Regions from separate parts of the Cyprinus carpio genome. Here region 1 is linked to region 2. Evidence: chromatin contacts called from public Hi-C data. All regions are on one chromosome and are shown on one strand. Each heading gives the region's core, a stretch centred on a gene start, on an enhancer-like site or on the middle of the called end of the contact. The rest is flanking DNA. Distances are from core to core; before and after follow the strand shown. Region 1 holds the start of LOC109103934 (protein zyg-11 homolog). Region 2 holds the start of LOC109047260 (cell cycle control protein 50A-like).

Region 1 (3,324 bases), core at 71-2,570, 180 kb after region 2:
GCTTTTTAGGTAGGTTTAACAGTTTTCAGGTACAGAAATAAAGCAAACAAATGTAAAATAACACTTTACTGTATAAATTAAATACACATTAAACCTTTTTTTATTGTAACACTTTATTTTGATTAATCTTCTAATTTGTTTTTGTATACATTTTAATATTTTTTTATTTTAAGTTTAAATATGTATAGATCTCCTTTAATCTTATTTTGACGGGTTTTCTAGTCTACGGAGCTACATGTGTAATGAAAGACCGCAGTTCTTCAGATTAAAAGTGTGTCGGTTTATTAAGCACCCCCCAAATTAATAGGATGATTTATGATTTCTTTTTAATTTATTTTTTGATTTATTTTTAAATTAAATTAAGTCATAGGACTAAATACTTAATTTGTGGTCACAATTAAACTAAAACAAGGGAATGGAATAATAACAAATTCTTTAATTTCAGTATTGCACAATACAGTACATTTTATTTTGCAAATGTAGTTTTTGGCTACTAATAAGATCATGTATAGTTATTATATTTGAGACCGCAAAAGACATTTATTTCTAAGTTACATATTAGTTATTAATAATTTAATGTATATTTAGTATTTTAAGTACATTTTATACCCATAAAAGCTATTTTATACACTTTTTAGATATAAAAAAAAAAAAAAAAAAATTTCATCAACAACAATACAAAATACTATTTAACTATAGTCTCCGCTGGAGAAAGTGTTGGTTTTGCTCAAGGAGCCAGTGGTTCCTGATCATGGATCACCAACCCTTGAAGGTCCGACCCTATGACCTTTCGGTAGTTACAACTTCCTTGTGATCATCCCTAACGCAACACAGTTTATGAGCACCAACATGTTACTGCAAACCGCTTGATTTAGAGTTCTTCTCCATCTGAAGGATGATCTGGTGAACGGCACACGTTACATACAGTAGTAGTGTGAGATGTAAAGCCTTACCATGGTCTCAGAGAGATGGATCATAACGGCCTCAAAACGAAAGAAACGCTCGTGTTCTGCGGATAATGGCCGGTGGGTTGAGGTGGAGATCAAATACAACCCGACTGAAATGCTCTTAGCTTCTTTACTTAGCCTGTTAGTTAGCCTTCACACATCTGTCTTCAAACATTCGCGGATCCTGCTTGTTGGTGATTAAAAGTACACGGGCCGCTATAAATCCACTGTAGCTTCTGTTCCTCGTTTGCATTGTTGTTTAAGAGATCATACGTGCTCCGGTCACAGCGTGCTGTCAGTCATTCTGACGGCTCTTTTATATCGGGAGGAACGCGCAGCGACGTCTTGACAAGTAAACAAGGTCGTCACACGGGAAACGGAACTGCATCAGAGGGGGCGGGGCTGTGGGCGGCAGCGACGGGAGAAACGAACCTTTTCGAAGCTTCGGTTCAATTGAACCAATTGTTTCGCAAAGTGATTCACTGTTTCGAAGCGCTCGAAACACCACACGCCAGTGACGCCTGCTGGTCAAAACTGTGTGAATGCAACAAAAACTCAGGCCAAGACATGCCAAAAAACTGCTTTAAAGGGATACTCCACCCCAAAATGAAAATTTTGTCATTAATCACTTACCCCCATGTCGTACTAAACAGGTCTTTGGAACACAATTTAAGATATTTTGGATGAAAACCGAGAGGCTTGTGACTGTCCCATAGACTGTCAAGTAAATAACAGTGTCAAGGTCCATAAAAGGTATGAAAGTCATCGTCAGAATACTCCATCTGCCATCAGAGGTGCATTCCGTTTTATATGAAGCGACGGGAACACTTTTTGTAAGCGAAGAAAACAAAAACAACGACTTTATTCAACAATTCCTTGTGTCGCGGATGACACAGAAGAGCATATCTAGCGTGTCAAAATTATGATTTTCTGAATTCAGCCAAAGCAAGATAGTAGCTTACAGTGGGCGAGACCTATGAAAGATAAACTTTATTTGTGTACATGCATTAGTACAAAAACATAAAAACGGCTAGAGTAAATATGTATTTGTAACAATAATGTAATATGATTAACGACAGTACACTTATAAATAAGTCAGTTACATAGATTTTTGAACACAAAGACCATAAATTTTTCGTAGTTTTATGGTTTCCTAAGTTTAAGGTGCAATTTAAAATTGAAGTTTTAGAAATATTTCTATTCGAGTTTTAAGTTTTTCTTTTTATAAGGTTTCAGTTTTTATTTAAGTTTTTATATTTTCGATAACTCAGTATCGCGACATACAGTATACAGCCGCGGCCAACAGTTTTGAGAATGACACAAATATTAATTTTCACAAAGTCTGCTGCTTCAGTGTTTTTAGATCTTTTTGTCAGATGTTACTATGCTATACTGATTACAAGAATTTCATAAGTGTCAAAGGTTTTTATTGACAATTACAATACGTTTATGCAAAGACTCAGTATTTGCAGCGTTAACCCTTTTTTTTCCGGACCTCTGTAATTCGCCCTGGCATGCTGTCAATCAACTTCTGGGCCACATCCTGACTGATGGCAGCCCATCCTTGCATATTCATTGCTTAGAGTTTGTCAAAATTTGTGGGTTTTTGTTTGTCCACCTGCCTCTTGAGGATTGACCACAAGTTCTCAGTGGGATCAGGTCTGGGGAGTTTCCTGGCCATGGACCCAAAGTTTCGATGTTTTGTTCCCCGAGCCACTTTATTATCACTTTTGCCTTATGTCAAGGTGCTCCAGCATGCTGGAAAAGGAATTGTATTACCAAACTGTTCTTGGATGGTTGGGAGTAGTTGCTCTCAGAGGATGTTTTTGTACCATTCTTTGTTTATGGCTGTGTTCTTAGGCAAAATTGTGATTGAGCCCACTCCCTTGGCTGAGAAGCAACCCCATACATGCATAGTTTCGGGATACTTTACTGTTGGCATGACACAGGACTAATGGTAGCGCTTTATTCCGGAAACCCCAAACAATCAGAAAGGGGCATTCTTCAGAGAAAATGACTTTACCCCAGTCCTCAGCAATCCAATCCCTGTACCTTTTGGACAATATCAGTCTGTCCCTGATGTTATTCCTGGAGAGAAGTGGGTTCTTTGCTGCACTTCTTGACAACTTTAGGAGACGGTCCTGGTGCTTGCTGGACTTTCTTGGGTGCCCTGAAGCCTTCTTCACAGCAATTTAACCTCTCCCTTGAAGTTCTTGATGATCTGATAAATGATTGATTTAGGTGCAATCTTACTAGCAGCATTATCCTTGCCTGTGAATCCCTTTTTTTTTGTGCAAAGCAATGATAACTTGCAGGTAACCGTAGTTAACAGAGGAAGAACAATGATTTCAAGCACCACCCTCCTTTTAAAGCTTCC
Region 2 (3,249 bases), core at 330-2,829:
TTGGTAGCCAGTGCAAATTGATAAACAGAGGTGTGACGTGTATTCTTTTCGGCTCATTAAAAATAACCTTGCTGCTGCGTTCTGGATTAATTGTAAAGGTTTAATAGAACTGGCTGGAAGACCTGCCAAGACAGCGTTGCAATAGTCCAGCCGGACAGAACAAGAGCTTGAACAAGGAATTGTGCAGCATGTTCCGAAAGAAAGGGCCTGATCTTCTTGATGTTGAATAAAGCAAATCTACAGGACCAGACGGTTTTAGCAATGTGGTCTGAGAAAGTCAGATGATCATCAATCATAACTCCAAGGTTTCTGGCTGTTTTTGAAGGAGTTATGGTTGATGTTCCTAACTGGATGGTGAAATTGTGATGAAACAATGGGTTTGCTGGAACCACAAGCAGTTCTGTCTTGGCAAGGTTTAGTTGAAGGTGATGGTCCTTCATCCAGCAAGAAATGTCTGTTAGACAAGCTGAGATGCGAGAAGCTACCGTCGGATCATCAGGATGGAAAGAGAGGTAGAGTTGAGTGTCATCCATCAGCATAGCAATGGTATGAAAAGCCATGTTTCTGAATGACAGAACCTAATGATGCCATGTAGACAGAGAAGAGAAGTGGTCCAAGAACAGAGCCCTGAGGCACCCCAGTAGTTAGATGTTGCGACTTGGACACCTCACCTCTCCAAGATACTTTGAAGGACCTATCTGAGTGGTAAGACTCAAACCACTGGAGTGCGGTTTCTGAGATGCCCTTTGTCAGTAGGGCTGACAGGAGGATCTGGTGGTTAACCGTGTCAAAAGCAACGGACAGATCAAGCAAGATAAGTGTTGAAGATTTGGATTCCGCTCTTGCCAGTCTTAGGGCTTCAACAACTGAGAGCAAGGCAGTCTCAGTCGAATGTCCACTTCTGAAGCCAGACTGGTTGGTCAAGGAGGTTGTTCTGTGTGAGCAAGGCAGAGACTTGGTTGAACAGCTCGTTTAAGTGTTTTTGCAATGAATGGAAGAAGGGAACTGGTCTGAAAACTGAAACTGGTCTGAAAACTGGTTATACAGTAGACGTGTGTTCACTCTGTATTTGTTAGTAAAATGACACTAAGCACACACAGCGCAACAGACTCAAACCTCGAACTCCTTGATGTTATTGGACGTCACGAAGAGGCCGATTCCTATCGGGATGAAGATGAGGCCGATGATGAAGAAGGCGGGCAGCACGGTCCCCGCGGTCAGGATGGGCTGCCAGGCCGGTAGCCGCTGCTGTTTGAAGGCGGTGTTGTCGGGCTTTCTAGTCCGGATGGCGGTTCCGCCGAGCCCCGCGGATCCCGAGTGATGACCGTCTTCCTCTTTCGCGCTGTAGCTGGACGCCATCATAGCTGTAAACACCAGCTCACAGCCTCTGTTCCTTGTATTAAAACACACAATCTCTCGATTATAGACGGGTAAATAATATAAATGTATTTTATATGTCCGCTGAAGTAGTCTGTCTTCACGGGGACCTTCTCTCCAGGTTGTGTGGATAGTTGCTTGTTTTGTTTGAGGCGGTGCTACAGGAAGTGTCAGCTAGTGTTGTCTGATTCGCGAATCATGTATATGAACCGGATCCTTTGATTCAGTCGAACTGATTCGCGAAGCGTTTTTGAATCACTGTGCTGTGATAAGTGAGCGTTTTTTTTTTAATCACAATGTATACGTACGTATGTTCTGTGTTTAATCTGTATGCAATTATTATGTTACCAAAATATTTACTTGGTGTTTTAATGCTTTCATAAAATGCTAATTCATAATAACTGAAAGTGGAGATCTCCGACTGCTTTTTTAAAAGCAGAATAAAAAAGCAATGTTTTATGTTGTGAATGTATTAAAATGATTGAGCTTATATACAGTTATTGACTTTAACATGTTACCCTTGACATCCCCATAAACTCCAAAATCCATAAACCACAAACCTCATTTCTGATTCTTCATTCATCAGTTAACATTAAACATCAATCTACATCATACATAATCAAACATCAACATCACACTGGTTTACAATAAATACTATACTACTGCAGTCACTATGGATGGTTTTTTTTAACATATTTGTTACCGTGATGAACATGATGACTCAAATTAACTGGTGAATCATTTTTAACTGGTTCACTCACTGAAACGAACCTATTCGTTAAAATGAATCACATGGGCATCTGGCAGGCGTTGTACCACATGACACAACCACATAGTTATGTTAGTTATAGACAAATAGATAATTAAAAAGAATACGTATAGAATCAGATATTTTATTTGTTACATATTTGCCTGTTACAAATTATAATTTTGTTTTATTCATTTATCATATATGGGTGTTGTATATGTGTGTGTATGTGTGTGTGTGTGTGATATATATACATATATATATATATAATGAAAAAACTGTTTGTTCTCCAGCAGGGTGTGTAGGGCCTGTAATGCTAAAATTTTGCACCATCAATTTTGTAAAAATCTAAATCCATTTCAAACCGTTTCGTTTGGGGGGAAAACAATGTAGTTTCTGTACAACTGTGAGGCAAAACTACTTTTTTAAGCGATGACTGATGTGTTGACTGATGATTAGGCCTATGTCATTATTCTATGGTGTAGTGAGTCTCATTTTTACTTTAATGCAATGTTCCACCAACATCTGTGATTCTTTTCTCTTGAAATACAAGATTTATAATTAATTTTAGAATGTATTTTATCATATCCTAATATATTTGTTACACAAGCATGGACACAGACTTTGTGGTTCAAATAAAAGACAACAAATTAACGGCTCAAGTGTTCTCTAGACTTTGTGGTTCAATTCATAGTCACCATTTGGAAGGCTCAAATGCACCATTTGAACCAGAAGATGGAGCAAGACACCAAAGCAACGACTGAAGCAGTACAAGGTTTTCTCAGAACAGGTGTGGGGGCACTAAACTGGCAGTATTTTATCAAAGCTGTGTTTCTGACAATCTTTTTTCCTCTAAAACTTCCAAGTTCTTTATCATGCAGGTGTAGACCTTCAGACTTGCTCTCCTTGAAAAGTCCCAATATATTTTCTTAAGGTCTAACATGCTCTTTTATAGTTTGTCAACCTACCATTTCTTTTCATCCATTAACTTCCTTTTTGGATTTATTCAGTGTGTCTCTGACTTTGTGATTTCTTTCTTTATTGATCTTTGTCCTCCACTTTTCAAAGGCTCATTGCTCAGCTTTAAGTTCTGAGTTTTTGCAACATGCCTCTGCTTACTTCAT

The links. Hi-C and Micro-C count contacts between places; a contact is called where the count stands out from the background.
Region 1: a contact with region 2 is called in a Hi-C map of red blood cells, with 2.9 times the contacts expected there. The contact joins the promoter of LOC109103934 here to the promoter of LOC109047260 in region 2. A contact is called at or near these places in 2 of 8 Hi-C or Micro-C datasets (red blood cells and skeletal muscle).

What each region holds. Positions count from the first base shown.
Region 1 is chrA20:6,913,967-6,917,290 of ASM1834038v1, forward strand. LOC109103934 (protein zyg-11 homolog) reads right to left here and starts at 1,321. Exons shown (of 16, transcript XM_042777501.1): 1 at 954-1,321. The coding sequence starts at 977.
Region 2 is chrA20:6,728,899-6,732,147 of ASM1834038v1, forward strand. LOC109047260 (cell cycle control protein 50A-like) reads right to left here and starts at 1,580. Exons shown (of 7, transcript XM_042777494.1): 1 at 1,117-1,580. The coding sequence starts at 1,362.